Regions from separate parts of the Mus musculus genome. Here region 1 is linked to region 2. A link is a contact called in public Hi-C data. All regions are on one chromosome and are shown on one strand. Each heading gives the region's core, a stretch centred on a gene start, on an enhancer-like site or on the middle of the called end of the contact. The rest is flanking DNA. Distances are from core to core; before and after follow the strand shown.

The links. A called contact is a pair of places that touch in the nucleus more often than the background predicts.
Region 1: a Hi-C map of bone marrow-derived macrophages shows a contact between it and region 2, with 27 read pairs. The contact joins two enhancer-like sites. A contact is called at or near these places in 5 of 39 promoter capture datasets (cranial neural crest, liver, pre-B cells and 1 more), 5 of 484 Hi-C or Micro-C datasets (bone marrow-derived macrophages, embryonic fibroblasts, embryonic stem cells and 2 more), 3 of 115 datasets of contacts at active chromatin or transcription factors (bone marrow-derived macrophages, embryonic limb bud and heart atrium) and 2 of 9 other capture datasets (adipose tissue and embryonic stem cells).

What each region holds. Positions count from the first base shown.
Region 1 is chr10:8,971,938-8,979,427 of GRCm38.p6, forward strand. No RefSeq gene overlaps it. Among named protein-coding and RNA genes, the nearest start is that of Gm51794, 33 kb to the right of the region's middle. Within about 2 kb of position 2,159, at least 45 of the 459 cell types and tissues checked have an H3K27ac peak or open chromatin away from gene starts, as enhancers often do. A contact at or near this core is called in bone marrow-derived macrophages, where this site is marked.
Region 2 is chr10:8,764,060-8,771,743 of GRCm38.p6, forward strand. All of the region lies in intron 8 of Sash1 (SAM and SH3 domain containing 1), which reads right to left. Among named protein-coding and RNA genes, the nearest start is that of Gm25410, 56 kb to the right of the region's middle. Within about 2 kb of position 5,427, at least 56 of the 459 cell types and tissues checked have an H3K27ac peak or open chromatin away from gene starts, as enhancers often do. A contact at or near this core is called in bone marrow-derived macrophages, where this site is marked.

The DNA.
Region 1 (7,490 bases), core at 909-3,408, 200 kb after region 2:
CAAGGCTTGCCTCCTTTATGAAGCTGTACAGTGCTATAGCTTATTGCCTCTATGGTGACTGAGAGGCATTCTAAACTTTCTGTTTAAATATTTATGCAGAATATAGATATGCACCCTGAGACTTTACAATGGGCATAGTCTCATAGCTTCCTCAGACATAACTCAAAGGGACTATAAATTTCAAGTTTTAGAAGTAGGGGGAGATGCCATTTGTCTGCATGTTTTCATCTCAAAGCATGTATGTTTAGGAAAGTTCTAGAAGTCCACCCTCATAAATTGGTGCTCACAGTACTTGTCCATGTCTGCTTGCTTGGAAGTGCTCAGACTGTGAGAGGGTTCCCTGTGGACATGATCCAGCTCTTCATCTAGGTTAAATGATTTGTTCAGTGTCTGACAAATGGCTAAAGGGATGGGTGGGATGACAGGCCTCAGTTCTCATTTCTGGGCTCTTCCGATTATTTTTCTGTCTTAAGGCCAGAGAGAGAGATAGCAATAATCTTTAATAGAGCGATAGAATTTCAAAGAACCCAGAATCTGACGGCTCTAATTCCAGGGGATATTTCTTTCCCTGAGATAGGCTTTAAATATTTTACAGACTTTCTTTTTTTTTTTTTTTTTTTTTTTTTTTTTTTTGAGCTTACCACAAATAGGTCTCTGGATGCTTTGAAATGTTTCATTTGTAAGAGAGAAAAAGAGATAAAAAAAACCTAACTAAAGAGACAGTGACGAGGAAGACAAAATGAGTCACGTGGGAGACGAAATCTGCCTTAGGAGTTTGCAACAGATAACTTTTTCTGACCTCAGCTGGAGGATACCTCCTCCAGCACAAAATTATTAGCTTTTCTTCCTCTTTAAAGAATGTCTCTTTCACTTACTAGCTCAGAGCAGATCAGGTGACAATAAAGGCAACTAGGGAGTTTAAATAATAATAAAAAATCTCTTTCCCCTCTTCTGGGTTGCAAAGCCTTCAGTTCTGAGTTGGCCAGTGCTGCAAGCTGCCTTGGTCCACAGAGGCCCCACACAGTGCATGTAGTGCACGGAGCCTGTCAGGCACCACAGCCCGGGTGTGGGAAAGTATGCCGAAAACTCAGGGAAGGCAGCCCACATGCTGAACACTTGATCTTCTTTGGCTGGGGAGCCAGCTACAAGATCCTGGGTTCCATCACTGAAATTTATTAATGTAAGGGGAAAATAATGACTTAATTGTAAGCTGGTGATCTCATCCCAATACCATGTTTTAATCGTTTCTAAAGAAAGCTGCCTTTTTTCTGTCCCTGCCAACTTGCAAATGAAACAGATGACATTGGAACATGATTATATTCATTAGCAATTATTCCACGAAAACAAGGAGGAGTTGACGTTACCCTTCACATAACCCAGATAACCAAAGCTGCAGTGCAATCTTGGGCCAAATGTCAACTTATGTTATACTGTGTGGGGAGCACGGCCAGCTCTGGCTATGTGTGTCGGAGTGCTCCCCCCCTTCAGTGAAACCCTGGTTCATCCTCAGAGACTGAAAAATGCACACAATAAAGGTACCTTGGCTTTGAGTCACAGAAATTCTGTTAGAACCTTTGAAGGATATTTCTCTGGTTCAACTCTGAAATTCTCAACTGCTTGAGAAACTAGGTCATGCAGAGGCAGTCTGAGGGCCAGTGCATGAGCACTGGTTAGGAGCCGACACCTGTTGCCTCCTATCTGGGGTGTGTATGAGCACTCGTGTGAGACTCAAGGCATGGAAGTATGTGCTGGATATCAAGATGCTCCCTAGGTATCTTGTCTGGGCAGAAGTATTAATGAAGGTTGGTTTTTGCAATTAGGATGAAGTATAAAAAAAGCACTCAGAGTAATAACATTTGTGTGTGTGTATATGGGCTGTGCTTGTGTATGTATGTATACGAGTGTGTGTGTGTGTGTGTGTGTGTGAGGCTGTTTGTGAATACATGTTGAATTCATCACTTTTCTATTTCTGTAATGTACCATGTCTAAGGCTACACAAGAAGAAGGGTTTCTTTGGGTTTCCAAAAGATCACTGTCCATCACTGTGGTAGGTGGGAAGTGTGGCAGGCAAATATTGAAACTGGAGGAGCAAGCTGAGAGCACACATCTTGAGCAGCAGGCATCAGAAGCAGAGAGCTTAGTGGGAGTAGCACATGGCTCTTGAAACCTCAAAGCCTAACCACAATGACATATGTCCTTCAACAAGACTATAGGTCCTAAACCTACTCCAATAGCACCACCAACTGGAGACGGAGTATTCAAATGCCCAAGACTTTGGTGTGTGTGTGTGGGGTATGTCATTTAAACCTCTCTCTCTCTCTCTCTCTCTCTCTCTCTTTCTCTCTCTCTCTCTGTGTGTGTGTGTGTGTGTGTGTGTGTGTGTGTGTGTGTGTGTGTGTGTTCATTTCATGTGGAGGCCAGAGGACAACTTTAGGAAATGTTCCTCAATACTATCTACCTGGTTGTTTCTCACTAGCTAGAAGCTGCCAACTCATGGCAGAACGAACACTGGACTGAATCCATGTGAGAGAGCCAGTTTTCACTGCTACTCCCTCTGGCAAGACCTAGAAAGCTATGCTACAGTGAAAGTGTCTTGGGATAATATACTCCTGGCAGGACCACACTGGGGATGCTACCATTTGCTTTAGGAAATGCCAACACACCCAGTTCTTTAACTCTCACGGCTCCCTAGAGAGGAAACCTACACTTTTTGCTTAGGATTGGCAAGTCCAAGGCTTGATGCAAAGCTCACTTAATCAGGTCCTGATGATAAGAGCTGCCACAAGCACAAATTATTGTCCTCATTCCAACTCAGGTTGGAATAGAATTGACATTAATGAACTTTATTAAAAGGTGGGAACCTTAACAATGGATAATGGGCTTTCGTGGATATTATCAAAGCATGCTGATATAATGTTATGACACTGTTAAAGAAAGGTGAGTTCGGTCCAATGTGTTCCTCTCTCCCGTCCTTCCTGCCTTCTGAAGGGTGAGGATCCAGGCTTTGTTCCTGCTGGAGGATGTGAAAAGCACCAAGTTGGAGGGAAAGAACAGATTCTCTAGACACAAACCTTATGGCAGACTCCTCAGCCCCAAGAACTATAAGCCAATCAGCTTACATCCTTTAAAAGTTATGAGATCTGTGATTCTGCCTTTTAGCAGCTCACAATAGACTGAGACACATGCATGCGTAAGTCTTATGTCCCTAGTTGAAGCAGCCACATGGCATGACAAACTCATAGGCCAGTCAACTACTTGGCAACTGCAGATTTGTAGCTTTTGTCTCTGCTTCCACCTGACCACGATCCTCTCCGGCTTCCTGTAATCTGCCTACTGATTTGGTTATAGAATGACAATATTTCCCAGAGTGAATGTAAAAATATTTTTGATCAGACTTATTGACTTCTTGCTACCACTCTGGTATGTAGGCAGAGTTCACAATGGAGGTATGGTAGTTGCTCTCTTCAGCCATGGCAAGGTTTCTGACATACATGACTTGGAGGAAATAGTCGTTTCGGCTTATGGTCTCAGAGGTTTCAGTCCATGGTGGGCTGGCTCCATTGTGGTGGGCATTTGGCGAGGCAGAGCATCCATCCCAGCAAGAATGTAGGGATAAGCTCTCCTGCACTGTGTGACAGCATCACCTGTCAATTAACAGCCAAGGGCAGGAAGTAAAAGGCAGAACTTCCATGCATAGAGAGAGAGGGTCTCAGGTGGGGACCAGGAGAGTCACCACTGGCACATAGATGAAGAAGGATGCCCAGGAAGAGACGAAGATGGCAGGCAACGGGCCGTGTGTGTGGAAAGTAGGCCAGACCAGCATTGTTGGGTGAGAATAGCTGAATATTTACCCAGCTGCAGTGCCTGAAGATTTTAATAAATATAAATGTTTCTGTGTCATTATTCAGAACAAGGGTGGGCATGGAAAAGCCCCTACTTTTACACAAAAAGAGAATGTGGACTAAAGTTGTTCGCCTTATGGCAGCCAGGAAGCAGAGAGACAGAATGACGGGGCAGGGTAAGGGAAACAGGAAAGAAGGGAGAGAGGGAGGAGGATGAGAGACAGAGACAGAGACAGAGGCAGGAAAGGAGCAAGAAAGAAACGTGGAACTTCAGACAGGTATACCATCCAAAGGTCTGCTTCTGCTAATCAGACCCTGCTTGCCAATAGTTTGTTCATCTAAGGTGTTCTCAGGGAAAATCTATTGGTTGGTTAGTGTTCTCATGATCAATACACCGCTTGCTAGTATCACCAGTTGGGAGACCATGCCTTCAACCATGATTCCTTGGGAGACATTTTAGAGACAAACTACAACAAGAAAATGTGTAGAGTTGTGATAAGGGGGTGGAGTGGATGTGTTAAACAAATAATTTATTGAGGATCCACTGTATGTCTGGGATACTTTTCTTGTTTTGAAAATACACCAAGCAAAACTTCCAAACATCCCTTCTCTTACAGACTTCTTCCTGTATTAGGAATGGGGTGGGTACGATACAATGACCCAAATCATTGGAAACTTTCGTATGATCTTTGATCGGCAACAAGTACTGTAGGGTAACAACAGATAGAAACAAGGAATGTGGAGTTTTGAGATGGGAAGATGATGAGTAAAACTCCAAAAGAGGCCATAAGGTGAAGCTCAGTGAAACATGAAATATTCGAACAAAACCTGAAGAAATTAGAGTAGGCAGAAGCCACCTAGGGTAGAACATTCTAGGCATGGAGTCAAGCACAGCTCTGAGCTCCAGTCACCTTGGCACCCCATTTTATCACATACCGTTCTCATAGTAGGTTACTAACAGCATCCACTGGAATTGTGCTGTGAGCTGTGTGTAGGGGAAGACATGACCAACTTGTCACAAGACAGGGACATTCTAGGAGCCACAAGGAGGCTATAGAGAGTCTGAAGTAGAGGGGCAGGCATGACAGGTTCCTTCTACTAGCTACATATGAGGAATACCAGCTAGTACCACTGCTGTCTTTACTCATAAAAACATGCTCTAAAATGAATGTACTGAGTCTGTCCTCTTCAGATGTAATTCTTAACGACTGAGCTTCGTGAAGAACGGAAACAAGCCATATGTCTTTGCATAGCAAGTTTTCAGCCCTTTCACTCCCATTGGATTAAAAATGTTTACCCTAACCCATATCTTTTAGAATGTGAATTGGCCCTGTGATCAGCAAATGGTGTATTTTGTTTTAGAGGATAAGAACAGAAATGGATGATTGAAATTCCTAATAAATCATGGATTTACATGCTAAGGGCCTAGTTGTTATTTCCACACCCTAAGCAGAACTCACAGACTGCATTTGGTATACGATAACAAGTAATTTAGTGTGTGTTAATATGTATCAAAACCACATAGAGTGATTGAGATGTATGACGGAACAAACGATAATATTACCTGAAAATTGCATTGAAATATCAAGTTATAAGTGTTGACTTTTGCTCTTGCTGGGTCGTCTCCAGAGTAGCTATGCACCAGTAACCCTCTACCTGATTTTATGTTGTCCTCATTTGAATTGTGTGAAAACGCAGACAAGAACTTTGTTCAGCAAGCTAATTGGCCAGAGACCCCTGTTCTTGAATTGTTCTTTTAGAGCAAACATGTATCATTGGCTCATGGGCTTTCTGTGTGTGGATTCTACTGCTTACACCCAGTTCCTATAGCTGGACCACCAGTGCAGAGGAGGAGGGCATGGGGCATGCCTATTCTAGAACTCAGCAGCAGAGCCTGATTTCCTTATGAACTGACCCTTGAAGGAGGTTGGTCAGGTGCTGCTTGTATTCAAATGCTAAATTTTGTACCCAAGACCTGGTTGCTCCATGGTGAGGAGATCGCCATGTAGACCTCCATCTTTGTTGTATAAAACTTGCCCTTCAAGTTATTCCTCATTGGTTAATAAAGATGTCTATAGCCTGGGCTGGGCAGAACACAGGGGGAAGAGCCAAGTTCTCAGGCTTGGGGTCTGAGGCAAGCAGGGACCAGGAGAAGGGAAGAGAGGACACTGAAAGAAGAAGCCACCATGGATTGAGAGTACGTGGCCATGAAGGCCCAGCCTGTGGGAACAGGAGCTGCCCATATGGGACAGGGCAAATGATATTTCTGGGTTATCCACAAGGAAGTAGACGAAACTTCAAGAGGGTGGATATCTGCTCAGCTCTACTGCTTTTAAGGCTTATTATAAATATAAAGGGACATGTCTTTTATTTGGGAACTAAATGATCTAAGGTGGGGTAGAACCCCCTCAAATAATATTTACTGCAACGGATCCTGGTTGCTCCATATTTCAAACTGGCTTTTCTCTGTGTTTTACAAGAATTAAATAAAAAGTGTAAATTCTGCATCTTGCTCTGGTCTGTGTACCTTAGTTTGGTCTGGTCCTCTGACCCTGGATAGCCTGGGATAGTTTCCTGCTTCCTGGAATTTTTTTGTCAACACCCTTTCTGTGTGAGTACAAAGCTCCAGGGGCTGTGGCATTTCCAACTATCCCCATGCTTGCTTCCTTTATGAGTCCCGTGGTCATCGTGAATCGTGAACAGGAAGAAGTTAGCTTAAGACATGAAGAGGACTTTAACCTACATGGCCATCTTTTGACATTTCCATTTATTGCGAGTGACAATTCAAAGCTTGGCTGACTTTATTACCTATAAACATAACAAAGAGGTTCTAGAGACAACACACAACTAATCAAGTGGGGAGAAATGGAAGAGCATTTGGGCTTGGTAGGAGAGCTTGGTGTAGAGCCAACAGTATCCCATGTCTTCACGTACTATTATTTTCTGCACACAATTACTAGAAACATGTTTATACTGGTCCCTTTGACTAAGTGGAATGAAATATAAGGAGGTGTGGGCCTGACTCATCATAATACGGGAGCCAACCATATGGCCCCCGAGATATGTTATTACTGCTTGGAAATTACTGAGTTTATGTACAATTTAGACCAGGCACAGACACACATTTTCAAAATTACACACTTTATAATCAGTTATACCATGTTCTATGGAAAGTAATCATGAATATATAAACAAGAGTATTAGCTGTCCTTCCATAGCTGAGTAGGCCGAAAAAGTCAATAGTGGCATAATACACAGAAATACCTCTTTAAGTAGAGGTATTTATTCTTCTGATTCTCTCTGTCTGCCTCTGTCTCTGTCTCTGTCTCTGTCTCTGTCTGTCTCTGTCTCTGTCTCTGTCTGTCTCTGTCTCTGTCTGTCTCTGTCTCTGTCTGTCTCTGTCTCTGTCTCTGTCTCTGTCTCTGTCTCTGTCTCTGTCTCTCTCTCCTTTTCCCCCTCCTGTGAGTTAATTACACCTGACCTGATTAAGAACCATGGTTATATAAGGTCAGCAGTCAGGGTTGATCAATTTTCATATGACACAGTCCCTTGCTTCTACCTCTGCCACAATGCACCAATTGCTTTTAAATTTTTTGTTCTTTGCAGAATTTGATTTAGTTACATGATTAAATTAGACACTTTTCATTC
Region 2 (7,684 bases), core at 4,177-6,676:
CCTGCGGTTCTGTCCTGTGGTTCTGTCCTGTGGCTCTGTCCTGCGGTTCTGTCCTGCGGTTCTGTCCTGCGGTTCTGACCCTGTGGCTCTGTCCTGCGGTTCTGTCCTGCGGTTCTGTCCTGTGGCTCTGTCCTGCGGTTCTGTCCTGCGGTTCTGTCCTGTGGTTCTGTCCTGTGGCTCTGTCCTGCGGTTCTGTCCTGTGGTTCTGTCCTGCGGTTCTGTCCTGCGGTTCTGACCCTGTGGCTCTGTCCTGCGGTTCTGTCCTGCGGTTCTGTCCTGCGGTTCTGACCCTGTGGCTCTGTCCTGCGGTTCTGTCCTGCGGTTCTGTCCTGTGGTTCTGTCCTGCGGTTCTGTCCTGTGGAATAAGCTGGTTTTCATTTCAAAGTAACTCTTAGCTGATCATCTTACCTGATCATCTTAGCTGATGATGGTCCTAGAATTCCTAAACGTCACTTTGGTTTGATGACATCTTATAGTGCGGATGGTGTTCCTAGAGCTCAGCAGTGTCTGTTACCTATGCGTCTTCTATTGGGTACTGACTGGAGGCACAAGAAGGTCCATAAAGCTGGAGGCACAATGACATTCGGGCCTCGGTGACACTGGATGCTAAGGTGCAGAGAAGGCTGGGGGAGCTTAGGAGATGGGACTCTGCTATTCCAAAGCCATGGAGGGGTTCAGATCTCCATCCTCCACTGGGAGGAGCAGCTAAGCCTCAGGCACGCGTGTTACTGTCTCTCATTTCTAGAACTGGCTGTGGGATCTAGGGAGGAGAGATGGTGATCCCTTTATATGAAGCCTGGTGCCTGGCGGAGTGAGAAGCACGGAAGCTTGGACTGATGGAGACACAGTGAAGAGGCTAGAGGGAAGAGATATCGCTCGGCTCCCCTCCCCTACACCAGCCCAGCCATGACCAGCTCCTGGGGGCCATCTATGAGGATGAACAAAAGAACTGAGTTTAACCATCCCTTCATACGCCTCTGCCCCCACCTCTCAGTGGACAAGCCTGGCATTTATAGAACTAATGTGGGGTTCCATGCCGGACACAACATGGATCTGAAACTCCGTGGGGACAAAGGCCTGGTATAGTCTCCTGGCCTGGATATACCGAGCCTGCTCATAGAAAGCCATTCCCAGAGTGTCTGCCTACGGCAATCCCGCTAGAAACGTAGTCAACGAGGAGTGAAGATGCTCAGAGTTCCCAGCCACACAACACAGCTGCCAGCCTTCACCTCGCATCAGAGCAAAAGCTCAACCAACAGACTGGGCTAACTCGACCTAAGAAAATGCTTGGTTCTGGAAAAACACCTCCTACAGTCTTGCTTTTTTAACAGTGGACTTGAACCTAGCTAAGCACAGCAGGTGTGCGAATGGGCTCACAGTCACATTTGGAATGCCTGAAGTCGATGCTAAGGAACTATCGGATAAGTCTCAGGACAGGGTGCACACAAAGCCTTGCCTTGGAACATGGAGCTGCGTGGTCACACCCCTTCCCTTCCTCACAGTTAGGACTGTGCTCTGCTCCACTGCTCAGACGCTCTCTAGAAAGGGCCTCCCAGAGGGGCTGCTTCTCACACTCTCCCTCTCAGAGAAACTCAAGTGCCCCAGGTTCTTGGGTGCTCACACATCACCGAGTTTGCCAGACACTCATCTAACAACGCCTCTGTCCACCAATCAGGGGTTGGGGGACCTTCTAGCCACCCCTTTCACTGTCTTAGCTTATATGGCTGCACAGCACCTAGACAAGCTTTATCCAGTGCAGCAGCTCTCAGCCTGTGGGTTGTGACCCTCCCGCCAGAGGTCACATATCAGATCTCCTGAGTACCAGATATTTACATTACGATTCCTAACAGTAGCAAAAATACGGTTTTGAAGTAGCAATGCAATACTTTTATGGTTGGGGTCACCCCAACATGAGGAACTGCATTGAAGAGTCACAGCATTAGGAAGGCTGAGAACCATTGATTTAGAGACTTGGCATACCCACCTTTATCACTGTATCGTCTGGTCCCTCGCTGAACGTGGCAAGGAGCACGGTCACGGTCACTTACAGAGCTATACTTGAGTAACACTTTCTATCTATTTCACATGGCAATTAAAACTTTGCAAAATGCAAAACCACACAGGAGGAAATGACCCGTATCCTGATATTGAGAAAAATTGGTAGCGTTTTGACTTACAGCTCTCAAATCCCCCGCCCTGCCACATACACACAATGATATATCATCCCAGTGACACAAAGGGTACTAAAAACCATTCCTGACCCTGGCTTTACTTTGTTGAAGTAAAAGCTTTCCTTCCCTCTGGCGCCTCTTGTGGTTTTCTTTAGAACAACAGTTCTCAACCTGTGGGTTGCCATCCACTTTGGGGATCAAATGGTCCATTATGATTCATAACGGTAGCAAAATTACAGTTATGAACTAGCAAGAAAAATAATTTTATGGTTGGGGGTCACCACAATGTGAGGAACTGTGTTAAATAAAGGGCCTCAACATTTGGAAGGTTGAGAATTACTGTTTTAGATACTTCTTAAGTCATGCATACTTCTTAAATTTTAAAAGAAGAATACATGGAAATTTTTTCCATGTCAACAAATACTCTTCCAATAGGGTACACCAACATTTTAGTGATTTAACAGCATTCTGTCACAGAAGTATGTTGTCATTTACTTAAGCAATGTGCGTGTCACTGGACAGTTGAATGTCTCCAACCAATTCAGATGCATACTGTGACAAAATTTATTAATATGTCTAGCACAGTCTTTTTCTCTGAACAGATGATTAAATTTTAGAATTGAAGGGTTTTTTAAAATGTGCACATCTGCAAGGCTTTTGACACCAATTGCAACTTGCTCTGAAGAAATGTGTTGTCTTAACTATATTCCCCATCATTACCAGTGCCACAATTTTTTTTTTCTACTTGGATAAATAAAACTTCTATCTATCTTGATGCTACATAGGTATTTATTGACTGGAATGAGTGAATGAATGAATGAATGAATGAATGAGGGAATGAGTGAACACACTGATTGAAGGCACTCAGAAAAACATGAAGTATCAACATGACTAGGAAGCATCCTCTAAACTTACAAAGTCACAGGACAGAAAGCACAGTGAGGAAAAGCTCGTGGGAGGCCCTGAAGCATGATGGTTAAAACAGGTCAGGTATGATGGCCTCAGCCTGGGATGGAGAAAAGATCTGCACATGGGACCTCGCACCTTAGCTATGGAAACTGAAATGTGTATTAGTGGCTGGTTAACACTAGTTATGGGTTTCAGGGCACATCCATGTCCATACATGATCTAGAGGTTAGTCTTGTGATGGTCCCAAAGCCATAATTCCTTGTCCACTCTGACCTCAGATGCTTGCCTATCTAGTTGGATAAAGCAGAGTTCAGCTGATGTCACTGTATCAACAGCATGTGACACCAATCAACGGCAGCTTCTGTCCCCCCTTCTCTGAGCTGGATTTCATCATCTCTCCACCATATCCGGTCTCCTTCCATGGTCCAGCAGTGATGTATTCAGGATCCCTCCCTACCTTAGGGCTACATTCTGGCTCTGCCTGGATACACTCAAAATTTTCCCAACACTTGAGGACTGAGCCATGTCCGGTCATGGCAGGGACCTTTGGGTCACTGTTATCATGGTAATCTTTATGTTTACAAAGAGAAAAATATTAGTCTCGCTGAGTTCGTAGCAATCCTGTTCAACTTAAATCTTACAGCTACATAAGACATGAAGCATACTGTGCCTGACATCCTACTCTATTACAAAGAAGTCAGGCAAGGAGACCCATCTGTTTAGTAAGAAATATTTTACTCATTAGAGAGTGACATCATTGCCCTCTGAAATTAGGAGAATTTTGTCAGCAGATGGGGGAAAAATAAGATTCCATTCTCCTCCCAAAGGTACTGGGCCACACTGAAATAATCACTTTGGCAGCTTCCAAATTATCTAGTTGTCGCCAAACTTGAGGAAAGGGGAAGAGGAGGAGGAGAAGGAGAAAGAGGAGGAGGAAGCAATGGAAGAAGAGAAGATAATTATAGGAGACTTTTATTTGGAAAAAGTATATGGGAATTTGAAGTAACATTACTATCCCCTGGAGAAAAAGGACTGTCAGCACTTAATTCATTTTAAAAACTTTAAAAATTAATAGGCGGCCCAATGGAACGCAAGTATGTGTCACCTTCTACAGTGTACTTGCTCTATTCTGTTTCCTAAACTCAAGAACATGGAATTGCTTTTAACCACCCTCAAAACAATGTGCTATCTTCTTTTTCCCAAAGGAGGAGGGGAAAAAAAAAAAAACAGATCCCAACAGTCCTACCACCAAACCTAGGGCGACTCTGAGCCCAAGAAGCCAACCCACTCCAAAGCTACAAGCTCCCTGGAAGCAGAGAAAATGTTTTTCCTTCTTCCCCTGGGGGTGGGAAGGATGGAGGAAGGCGACTGACTTCCCCTCCATAGGTAAAGCCTTGGGTGACTTTTCTGCATGTTGTCATCCCATTCAGGGGTCAGGGGGACCGGCTGTTGATATGAAGTAGCTGATGGTCACAGTGAAAGGACCAAGAATGACTAGGGAGCCAGCAGCAATAGGAGACCTCCCTTGTGAGAGCCTGGGAGGTGCACCCAACGCACGTCAATGACGTGAGACACCCTGCAGATTCTAGCAAACTCTCCCGACCCCTGGCCCCGCACATCCCCAAGAGCCCCAGGCTCTCAAGCAGCCCCATGCCAATGGAGACGGCTGACTCAGAACAGCACTGCCAAGTGGGGCAATCACACATGAACTGGAAAGTCCAGTGTTCATTCCCGAAGTCTCTAAGTCTCCTCAGAGACTGGGTGTGTTGCAAAGTCACATTGCTTTGGCATCTCAGGCTACTGACTCATGGTTCAGGCACAGTGACTTCTCAGGACAGGGCTGTCTAACAACTTAGTCTAGGCACACGACAATGCAGAAATACAGAGAGCCCAAGGAATCTAGTAAGCACAGAAGGAGGCTATAGAGACCCACCTATGCCACCAGGCCCGCAGGTGAGCCCATGCCATTCCTAAAGTCACAATCTGTATATCTATTTGGTTTTGTCTATAGAATTAATAAGAAGATGCAAGTTCTAAGCTAAAGGATCCAGGCTGAATGCCTATCTTTAAAAAGATAGATAGATAGATAGATAGATAGATAGATAGATAGATAGATAGATAGATAGATAATTAGCTCTGAGGAGGTTGTTTATCATCAGTGAATTAGCAAAACCATCAGGATACGATTGCTGAACACTGAACCACTGGATGGCCTTCTCAGAGAGATCAGAAAAATGATCAGCCTCCTCTGCCAAAAAAGTGTTAGAGCCCAGCAAAATACACTTCCCCATCAACAAGTAAAGAAAGGCTCGTGCATTAACACTTAGAAACTGCATGGCCAAGGCAAGAGACGAATCATCAAAGTTCCCTCCCACTTAAAAACAAACCAGACGAGCAAACAGCAGAGACTTCTGGATTCTGAAAAGAAACTGTTCCTGCCTCTATTTTTCATGACTCAGGAACAGTGGATATGGAACTGGGAATCGGTGAGTGACAGCTGATCAGCTGATCACAGAGCTGCCTAATCAATATTAAGCCTCTGGAACTCACTAGAATGGTAGACTTGAATAAAGACAGGGTGGCTCTGCTGGCATGAACCAACGGGTGTGAGTTGTGACAGAGCTGGGGTGGGGAGGAGTCCAGTACCAGGATGCCTCTGGAGACCACATTCTGTCACTTATGGGGCTGTCCAGTCGGAGACAGCATTGGCCACACAACTGGACTACACAAGAGAGACCTCAGCTGAATCTTGGAAGAACTGGGACGGGGCAGGGAGAGCTACTGTTACACAAACGTAACACTCCTGACATCAGCTCCAGTACAAAATGTGACTAGAGTCACCCCAGTGCGATCAGGTTGGGAAAACATGTATGATGGCTAATTAAAATCCAAGATGTGACAAGTAGAGGGGGGGAAAGTGGGTAGCAAAAGGGAACACACGAACTTTGGAAAAATGGAAGCAAGTTTTTGATCTTATATCTTCACTAGGGAAAAAATATACATGCATGCGTGCACGCGCGCACACACACACACACACACACACACACACACACATGAGCCATATGGAAATTGCAGTTGCTTCACTGTGTGAACTAGTTTAAGGGGCTGGAGTAAATGCACTTACTTCTCCTGAAGAGAACTCAGGTTTAGTTCCCAGCACCCACGCAGCAGCTTGCAACTGTCTGTACTTCTAATTTCATGGGCTCTGAGGCCCTCTGCTGGCCTCCCTGGGTACCAGGCACACACAGGGCACAGACTTTCGCGCAGACAAGCACTTGAACACATACATTTAAAAAAATTTTTTTTAAATAATGTAAGTCATGAATTTAATTAAATGAAACCTCAAAGATGGCACACACAGATGATACAACTTTAAAGAAACAGACATAAATAAATAAATAAATAAAAAGCCAAAACCAGGTACAGAGTCAACTTGTTAGGAAGAGGGGACCAAGAACACCGTGTACCTCCAGAAGTCAAAATACAAAGAGCTCCATGCCATGTAAGTCATTTTTCTCCCACTATGCCTGATTGAAAATATCCAGCTCTTCACCTTGAACCCTGCCACCCCGCTTACCTGACACCCACTTCTCTTTTTTCACCTGGAGAACCATCTGGTATCAGGCACCATCCTTGGGAAAGCCTCTGAGGGCGGGGAAGGGGGTGGCAGGAGGGGAGGGGGCAGAGGGAGGGGATGGACTTCCATTGTGCCTGGCACCTCTCCATCTGTCTGATGGATCATCCCAACCACAAACTCACTGGGAATAAAGAACTGGTCCATGGCACAGCCTCGATAAATGTTTGCCCAATGGGTGATTAGAGGAATGCCCAAGATGGCATTACTTCATCTACACACTGGATCAAATGGGCAACAGGGCAGGAGATGAATCACGTAGTTTTCGGAACCAATTATGCAATGCTCTTTGCTTTATACAACTAACAGTACACCATCAGGACCACCGGAGGGCGTGGTGTGACGCAGAGAAGGGAAAGTGGGGCTCAGAAGAGGACAGAGGAATATTTTCAGTGGCTATTATTCTGTACAACTAGGATTTGGCTGTACTAAATACCGCTTTCCCATTCAAAACCCTGGGTTCAACCTCCAGGACCCACATGGTTTTATTTATTTATTTTTGCTTTCCAAATGAGTGTCATTGTCTGCTGCTGACTGTAGTTCTGAGAGTTTTGGTATAATGGGTAATTATGATGACAGAGTTCAAACACACCATAAACAAGCGATGGGCGGCCTGTGCCTTCAATGAACTGGCTCTGCACCCAGCTTCTTAGATCCTGACTCTGAATTCTGTTCATGAACCACAAGAAGGCCTTGTGGCCCAATAAACAAGGCTTGGCACTGGGGCAAATGACTTAATGAAGGGCAGAGATGTGACGAATCAATAACACAGGACAATGAAGGACATCCTCTTTATCTTCAAACTCCCTGAAGTCTCTCCCTCCAGCGGAGAGAGGAAGGGCTACTGCAAATCCAAATGCCAAACCCTGACCCATATTCGATTTTATCTGCACTTGGATATAACCAGCTAGTGGAATTAATGTGGTATATCTCAACTGGTAGCTGTACATTAGGCTGGACAAATGAAGCT